Regions from separate parts of the Zea mays genome. Here region 1 is linked to region 2. A link is a contact called in public Hi-C data. All regions are on one chromosome and are shown on one strand. The core of a region is the stretch at or near the end of the contact, and the rest is flanking DNA. Distances in the headings are between cores, read along the strand shown. Region 1 holds the start of LOC100217250 (ATP-dependent protease La (LON) domain protein). Region 2 holds the start of LOC103636168 (serine/threonine-protein kinase).

Region 1 (4,526 bases), core at 1,150-3,649, 310 kb after region 2:
TGCTCCCGGCGGTCGTCGACGAACAGGCGCGCGACGAGGAACGAGAGCGAGGCGGCGGTGTGCAGCCGCCGGTCGCCCTGGCGGTACGGCAGCGGCGGCGGCGGCTTCTGGCCCAGCTTGTCCGCGAGCGCGGCCACGTTCCCGAGGTGCCGCTCCACCTGCTGCATCAGGTCGTGGTGGTGGTGGTGGTGGCTGTGGTCACGGTCCCGAAAGACCTGGACCCGTGCGACCGCGTAGGGCTTCGTCCTGACGGTCTCGACGACCCGGAACCGGTCCCTGCCCACGCAGGTGAGGAAGAAGCGGCCGTCGGTGAGCCTCTCGCACTCCACGACGTGCACGACGCACCCCACGTCCGCTACCCCCCCGCGGCAGACGACCCCGAAGCTGAGGCCCTGCTGCAGCAGGGTGTGCGCCATGATGCGGCTCCGGAACTCGAACGCGTGCAGCTGCAGCGTGGCGCCGGGGAAGACGACCGACGGGTGCGTCACGACGGGGAGCTCGGTGGTCTGGTGGTCTTCCGGTTCCGGGGTCTGATGAACAGCCTCGTCGTCCGTGAAGCCGTGTAGGCCTAGGCCGTCCCTGCACCTCATCAACGTCGACGTCGTGCTCCTCTTGCGGACGACATGCGGCGGCGGCGGCGGCTTCGTGGCAATGGCAACTCTTGTCTGCGGGTCGGGCCTTGGAGGAAGCTTTGGGTGGTGCGGAGGCGAGTGCCACTGGCTGAAGCTGTGGTGGCTGCTTGGCCGCCTCGCGAAATTGGATGGGAGGTGCGGGGTCTTGAGGGCCATATCAACTCTGCCTCTGCGCAGAACAAAACAAGAGAGATGCATACGGCGTATAAGAGTTTAGTGAAAGAGTTAGTGACACTGTGACAGAGAGGAAAGATTAAAGGGCGGTTATATTATGGCCTCTAATGAAGCGGCTGCATGATAGGTCATGTTAGTTACTCTCTCCGTCTACATGATTTAGTCGTTTTAGATTTATTCTAAATCAAACTATTTGAACAACAATATATATCTCTCCGTCTACATGATTTAGTCGTTTTAGATTTATTCTAAGTCACACTATTTGAACAACAATATATATATATATATATATATATATATATATATATATAAGATTAAAATATTTTAAACTATAATAATTATGTATTATAATAGTTCGAGTCATGATAAATCTAGTACCTTTACTTTTGTGTTATGTTTGTATTATAAAATCTTATGAAATATTCGGTGTAACTGGTCGAAGTTAATAGTGATTAATTTAGAACAAATCTAAAGGACTAATTCTTGTGGACGGAGAGAGTAACTAGCAAACAAATTATTATTTAGGTTGAACCGGCTAATAAACTAATTGCTAATTATGAGGTGACTAACAATTAGCTAGGTATTAGCTGAGTGTGTTTGGAAGATCTAATTTAAACAGCTATCTAGGTTCCAAAGAGGGCCTAAAAAAATGGGAAAAGGCCATGAAATGTCTATCCACATATGATTGCAGAAGGTTTGTTTGAGATGGAAAGTTTGTAGAGTTGTTGGGAAGCCTGTCTGTACTTAGAGCATCTCCAACAATGCCTTAAACTAGTGCCTCAAATTGAAATATAGGGCTCTACACAGGAAAAATCACTCCAACAGTGCCTCAATTCAACAAATTTTGTCAAAAAACTATAGGGCACCCTCTCAAGTGCCTCAAATATACTACACCGTAGTGAGCTGCCCTATAATGTAGATTTGGGGCTTTACTGTTGGAGCGGGGTGTTTTATTGGTGCCCTAAATTCTATACAATTTACTTATTTTTAAATTATAAGGCATTTTTATAGGTCACGTTGTTGGAGATGCTCTTATGTGTAAGAACCCTTGGTGTTGAGAGAAAAAGAAGGAAGGAAAAAAAAAAAGATAAGTGTCTGGTGTGCTTATCATCCTAAAAAAATAAATAAAAATCGATGGAAACTGCCGCTAGTACTCCTCGTAACTCCGGGTATGCCGGATGTGCGGCGACAGAAAGGACTCTGGAAAACTAGGCGCGCGGATGGCGGGTCTTTGAGACGTGGCTTAGTTACGTTGTCGAACAGAGAGGTTTGCCGGGGACATGGCAGAAGGCCAGAAGCACGCAGGCGACAGGAAAGGACTAACGCGGTGGTGTGGGGAAGATGTGGTAGGGGTTGCTGGTGTTGTTACCTTGGCGGTGGTCGGCGGACGAACGGCGACGATCGAGGTCGGTTGCCGCCGGGTTCGCAGCAGGCAGAAACGGCGGAAGGGATGGGAGAAGGGAGACGGCGAAAGGGGGCAGTAGTGGGAGAGAGCAGGGAAGGGGGTGGAGGTGGGCGGAGAAAGAGGAGGTAGTAGGCGAGTGGATAAGAGCAGAGGAGGATCCGACCCCTATGATAATAATAATAATCTATAGTACTAGTAGATAGATAGAGGCTCGCACTTTTATACATCCCAAATGCTAGTAAATTCTCCAATCGCAAGCAAAGTACGGAGGGGGCAGCAGCTGGCGGTGGTCCCCACCGTAGTAGGATAGGATTGGATGGGTTATCTTATCTCTGCTTGTCGCCTAGCGTAGCGGCAGTGACAAAACGTCGGCGAAAACTAAAACAGGGTGCCACGCCCACCTGGGCCACCTCTCTCTCTCTCTTGGCGCGCCGGCCGGCCGGCCTGGCGTGGTCCGTGGTGGCGTTTGGAACACCTGTCTGTCCGTTCGGTTCAGATAAAAACTGGCAGTTTAAACTGCTATAGTTATAATTTATAGAGATGAACCAATTTGTTCGCCCTAAGATCCTTTGTTCGTTGCTTCAAATGGTCGATCACTTCTTTTATTCGCAGCGGGATTCCGTTTTCCAGACAGCGATCTTCTATCACAGACACGACGACTCCAACTATCTATCGCTCACCGCTTTTTTGCCCCCCACTCCTTCTCACTTATTAAAGCGTCTGCAAAAAACATATATACTTTTTTTATTGTCTCTCACTTACATACAAGTATCTGTTTATGTACAACTATGCACACACTCACATCACAACGCATACCAACCCACCTCTACCGTACACAAGCGGACCTACAAGTAGATGCATGTAGTGGCGAGCTATGACGCTCGCCGCAGCTGAGATCTGGTCGAACCCTCCTTATCTTTTACAATTTGTTAGAAAAAATGTACTTTATAAACATATGCACACAGCTATTTGAGCGGTTGACCTGCTCGTGACGATACATCTCCTCGGACTCCTCTTGTCAATCTATGGTGGCGTGCAGGCCTCGGGCGAGCCGGTGATGTGTCCGCCGTAAAAAGGGGGGCCTCGGGCGAGACGGAAGTCTCTCGAGGTCGGCTGCCCTTGGCCGAGGCTAGGCTCGGGGTGAAGCGTGATCGAGTCACTCGTGTGGACTGATCCCTGACTTAATCGTACCCATCAGGCCTTTGCAGCTTTATGCTGATGGGGGTTACCAGCTGAGAATTAGGCGTCTTGAGGGTACCCCTAATTATGGTCCCCGACAAATGTGCATGAACTCACCAAAGGTGGGAGTTCACGTGAAGTGTAAGGCTTACCAAAGAGGATGGTTAGAGCTGAGCATTGCTTTTAAAGTTGGTCAAAATTTTATTAGCAATTAGTAAGTATAAGTAAATACCAAACCCAATTAAGTAGTAGAACAAAAGTAACAACATCACCTGCGATGCAATGCATATGACAAATTGAATTTAGTTCCATAAATTAATCATCAGAGAGTCCTGAGCTGCTCATGACCGTGAGCTCGGCTAGTATACCAGTTTTACACTCTGCAGAGGTGGTACCCTTTACCCACAAGTCATGTTACCCATCTGCCAAGGGATCGCGACTTCCCATACACCTCTACCGAGGAGGCGAGGCAGGGTAACACTACGAGGCCTTTACAAAGTTCCACTAGCTTCAGAAAACCCGCTACAGTTTATGGGAAGCTCCAATGCAGGGTTCTTGCCTGACCGCCATCGCAGCAAAATCAACCAAGGACCTCCCTACACTGACCACTCCCCTACTGCCCTTGCCCCTTTCGGGTAAGGTAGTCCTCCACTAGCTTTCCTAATTAATCAGCCAAGGGCGTCCATAAACCCTTGTGGTGGCACGTGTTTCTCAAGTTAAGCTCTATGTTCCAATTAACATTAATGATCTTGACATGAACAGTAAATAACAACAGCTAACAAAAGTATAATCATGAATAATGTGTATCTCAATGCCCAAAACCACATATAGCACTAGCAAGTACTACCCAAAAAGTTCAGTGGTAAACAAGGCATAAAGATAGACAAACTAGGGTAACCTATTAGGTCCCATCAAAATTAACCTATGCAGATCATTATGATTAATTAGAACATGAGTGGGTAAAAGAAGTGATCAAGGGCACAACTTGCCTGGGACTTGAGATTCCAGGTACCAGGATGATCTTCAGGTGACACGTGTCCTCACTGCTAAACGTAGCAATACAGACAAACAGTGTATAGGCAAAATTAACATCACATCAAACAATAGAATTAACTACGTAATAATATTCTACGCGG
Region 2 (4,182 bases), core at 222-2,721:
TTAATCAAGACAATACTACAGTTTAAAATATTATGGTTTAAAAAACTAAGGTCTAAACCTAAGTTTAGAATATTCTAAATAACAGCAGCCAAATGCAAGCGCGCGCTCATATACATAGTGGATTGTTTTTTTTTTGTGTATTATATTCATCCTTAAATTATGGCATTTTGCATTTGTTTTAAGCCAGATCTCTCTAACAATTTTGACCAAACTCATATAAATCATAACAGGATCAACAGTTTAATGCAACGTTGCGGTCAACCACCAGCTCGGACTCCCTCCTAGCTAGATAGCCCTTTCAAATGAACAGTGTTTATTTGGCCGTGTACCACACCTCTAGCTAATGCTAATCCAACCATCAGTTGACGACTTGTAGTTGTTAGTGCGGGCTAGCTGGAGCACGTCGTACGAACGAACTGGATGATGGATTGCACCCATCGCGTTTGACAAATTGAACAGGAAATGATAAAATTTGCTGAGAGTAGGTGACGATGGATGGGGCGTGGTAATACTACTCACTCTTGAAGAGGTGGTTCTCGAGGCTCCCCTTAGGCATGTACTCGTAGACCAGCAGGCGGTGCTCCTCCTCGCTGCAGTAGCCGACGAGCCTGACGAGGTTGGGGTGGCGCAGCTGGCCCAGGAAGATGACCTCCGACAGCCACTCCTTGTGGCCCTGCGTGCCCTCGGGGTCCCACAGCTTGACGGCGATCTGCTGCGAGCGGAGCCCCGGCTTGGCGCCCTCGGCCACGGCGCCCCTGTACACGGGGCCGAACCCGCCCTCGCCCAGGAAGTTGCTGTCCACGAACCCCTGCGTCGCAGCCTTCAGCTCCCCCACCGTGAACACATGCAGGTTCGACCCGGCCAGCGACACCGACAGGTCCTGGTCCGACGCCGTGCTCATCACGTCCGTCAGCGACAGCCGCTGGTGCTGCAGCCCCGTCGACGACGACGGCGCGGGGGACGGCGGCGCCGCCCGCCCCTGCTGCGTGGACGACCGCGGCTGGACCTTGTTCTTCCGCCGCCTGCTCCCGGACGCGGCCCCGCCCAGGCACCCGCGGAACAGGAACTGCCACGCCGACACCGGCTTCTGCTTCAGCTGCTGCGACTTCTTCTTGTTGGATGACCTCGCCATCGTCGATCTGTCTATCTATCTATGCCACGCACGCACACCATGCAACAGGTTTGAGCTCAAGCACGAGGCCGATCGATGGACAGGCTCGCTAGCAGCTATCTAGGTCGTCGAGTAGGCGCGGCGCGCGTGTGGGTGTTGTGTGGTGGTGGTGGCCGAGGAAATGAGAAGCACATGGATGAGTATTTGTAGAGGCCGGCTCGGCCCGCGGTGAAGCATAGCTACCTACCAACCAAAACCATGCCGAGTAAAATGGATGGCGCGTTGGTTGAGCCGATCGGCTTTCCGTTCCAGTCCACAGCAGACAGAAGACATATCGCCGCGCTGACCGCTGACTTGACAGCTCAACGCCTCGATCGCATGCATATGTGCGCCCCACCGGCCCTCCCAGCCGTGGATTTCCAGTTTTCCTATGCTTCGATTTCCTTTCTTCCTGTCTTTTCCTCAATTTCACAACACTTTTTTTTTTCCTTTTTGGCTGCCGATACATAGTAGCTAGCTTTCATGTTGTTCAAAAAAAAAAAAATAGAGATGCGCACACGGATAAAAAAAACCCATCCGATTTGTTGAACACTGAAAATATCCTTGTGGACAGTCCAGGCCCGCGGTTCGGACTATCCGTCGTAGCAGCGCAGAATCGATTATGGCTTCGGATTTCTTGCAAGATTTGTTAGCTAAACCTGCGGAATTGACTCGGGAACCGACTTGTAACGGGTACAAACCTCCCTCTTTATATAGATGAAGGGCTACGACCGATAAAACCCCTAAAATCGATCCAATCAATTATACTTATCGTTTTTACTTTATACATTAGAAGTAACTCTAGTTTAGCCCAAGTTTAGCATCCTCTACCTCAAACCTTCACCTCTCTTCGGCTCTACGTCGACTAGAGGCGTCTCGGGCGGCCTACCGACACCAAGACACACCGGTATCTACTAAAATCAGGCCTCAAATGGTCGGTTCTAAAGATCACATCGATATTTCCTCGGACAATATCCTAAAGTCGGTTGTTGAAAGTCTGACGGCTGAGGGACAACTTCAATACGAAGACTACATGCGTCAAGCGAAGGAGAAATTCTTGTCACAATACACGGTGGATCGCCAGCAGAAGGTTGTCAAATATGGAGAGACCGACGTTGCATCTCTTTTATCTTCGCTTCAAGTCCCCAACGTAAGAAAACCCCACGACATCCAATCTATTAAACATTATGTAGATCAGCAACATAATCAAATGAAACAACATATTGGCGGGTTAGAATAATCAATTAGAAAATTAACACGTGCGTTGGAGAAGTCTATTGCTCCTAGTTTTCCATCATATGAAACTAGTAATAGGATATCGATATCTAATACATCGGCAACAAATATGGATTCGCAGCCCCAACCATTATATGGTATGCCGATGAACTAATATCCAGGGCAAATACCACCACTGTCGTCCCTGCTTGACAGATCGACGCCCCTAGACACGGTCGGACCGTCCGAGCTTTTGCCAGGACAGTCCGGCCCTTACGCGGACCCTCCGTCTTTCCGTGCCGGACAGTCCGAGGATGCACCAGGACCACCGCGTGGTGCCCTAATATTAGCGAACACAACCGGCCAGTTTGGATTTATCACATGACAAACCGGATACACATACTCAGAAACTACTGTTGCACACTATGCACCAAATTATTACACACCACAACAGCATTATATTCTGCCCCTATATATTTGTCGGGGACCATAATTAGGGGTACCCTCAAGACGCCTAATTCTCAGCTGGTAACCCCCATCAGCATAAAGCTGCAGAGGCCTAATGGGTGCGATTAAGTCAGGGATCAGTCCATACGAGCGACTCGATCACGCCTCGTCCGAGCCTAGCCTCGGACAAGGGCAGCCGACCCCGAGGGATTTCCGTCTCGCCCGAGGCCCCCCTTTAACGGCGGACACATCACCGGCTCGCCCGAGGCCTTGCCTTCGCTAAGAAGCAACCCTGACTAAATCGCCGCACCGACCGACCAAGTCGCAGGAGCATTTAACGCAAAGGTGGCCTGACACCTTTATCCTGACGCGCGCCCCCCGGCAGAGCCGAAGTGACCGCCGTCACTTTGCCGCTCCACTGACCGGTCTGACAGAAGGACAGCGCCGCCTGCGCCACTCCGACTGCAGTGCACTTGACAGAGTGAGACTGACAGGCAGTCAGGCCCTGCCAAAGGCGCCATAGGAAACTCCGCTCCGCCCAACCCAGGGCTCGGACTCGGGCTAAGCCCCGGAAGACGGCGAACTCCGCTCCGCCCGACCCAGGGCTCGGACTCGGGCTAAGCCCCGGAAGACGGCGAACTCCGCTCCGCCCGACCCAGGGCTCGGACTCGGGCTCAGCCCCAGAAGACGGCGAACTCCGCTCCGCCCGACCCAGGGCTCGGACTCAGGCTCAGCCCCAGAAGACGACGAACTCCGCTTCGCCCGACCCCAGGGCTCGGACTCCGCCCTGGCCTCTGCCGAACGACCTCCGCCTCGCCCGACCCAGGGGCTCGGGCTCGGCCTCGGCAACGGAAGACAGACTCGACCCCAGCTTCGGAGGAGCCCCCACGTCGCCCGGCCTCGGGCGCGGGCCCGCCACGTCAACAGGGAGCGCCATCATCACCCTACCCCGAGCCGACTCGGGCCGCAGAGAACAAGACCGGTGTCCCATCTGGCTAGCTCCGCCAGATAGGCAATGATGGCGCCCCGCGTGCCCTGTGACGACGGCAGCTCTCAGCTCCCTTACGGAAGTAGGGGGACGTCAGCAAGGACTCAACCGCTCCGACAGCTGTCCCTCCGCCAAGCTCCGTTGCTCCTCCGACAGCCACGACATCACACCAGCAGGGTGCCAAGATCTCTCCGGCTACCACATTGGCATGTACTTAGGGCGCTAGCTCTCCCTCCGCTAGACACGTAGCACTCTGCTACACCCCCATTGTACACCTGGATCCTCTCCTTACGACTATAAAAGGAAGGACCAGGGCCTTCTTAGAAAAGGTCGGCCGCGCGGGAGCGAGGACGGGACAGGCGCTCTCTTGGGGCCGCTCGCT

Evidence for each region. A called contact is a pair of places that touch in the nucleus more often than the background predicts.
Region 1: a Hi-C map of leaf shows a contact between it and region 2, with 5 times the contacts expected there. The contact joins the promoter of LOC100217250 here to the promoter of LOC103636168 in region 2. A contact is called at or near these places in 2 of 25 Hi-C or Micro-C datasets (bundle sheath and leaf).

The regions. Positions count from the first base shown.
Region 1 is chr1:71,608,849-71,613,374 of Zm-B73-REFERENCE-NAM-5.0, forward strand. It overlaps LOC100217250 (ATP-dependent protease La (LON) domain protein), which reads right to left and starts at 2,400. Exons shown (of 2, transcript NM_001143605.2): 1 at 2,176-2,400; 2 at 1-801. The coding sequence starts at 788.
Region 2 is chr1:71,295,339-71,299,520 of Zm-B73-REFERENCE-NAM-5.0, forward strand. It overlaps LOC103636168 (serine/threonine-protein kinase), which reads right to left and starts at 1,472. Exons shown (of 3, transcript XM_008658520.4): 1 at 520-1,472. The coding sequence starts at 1,132.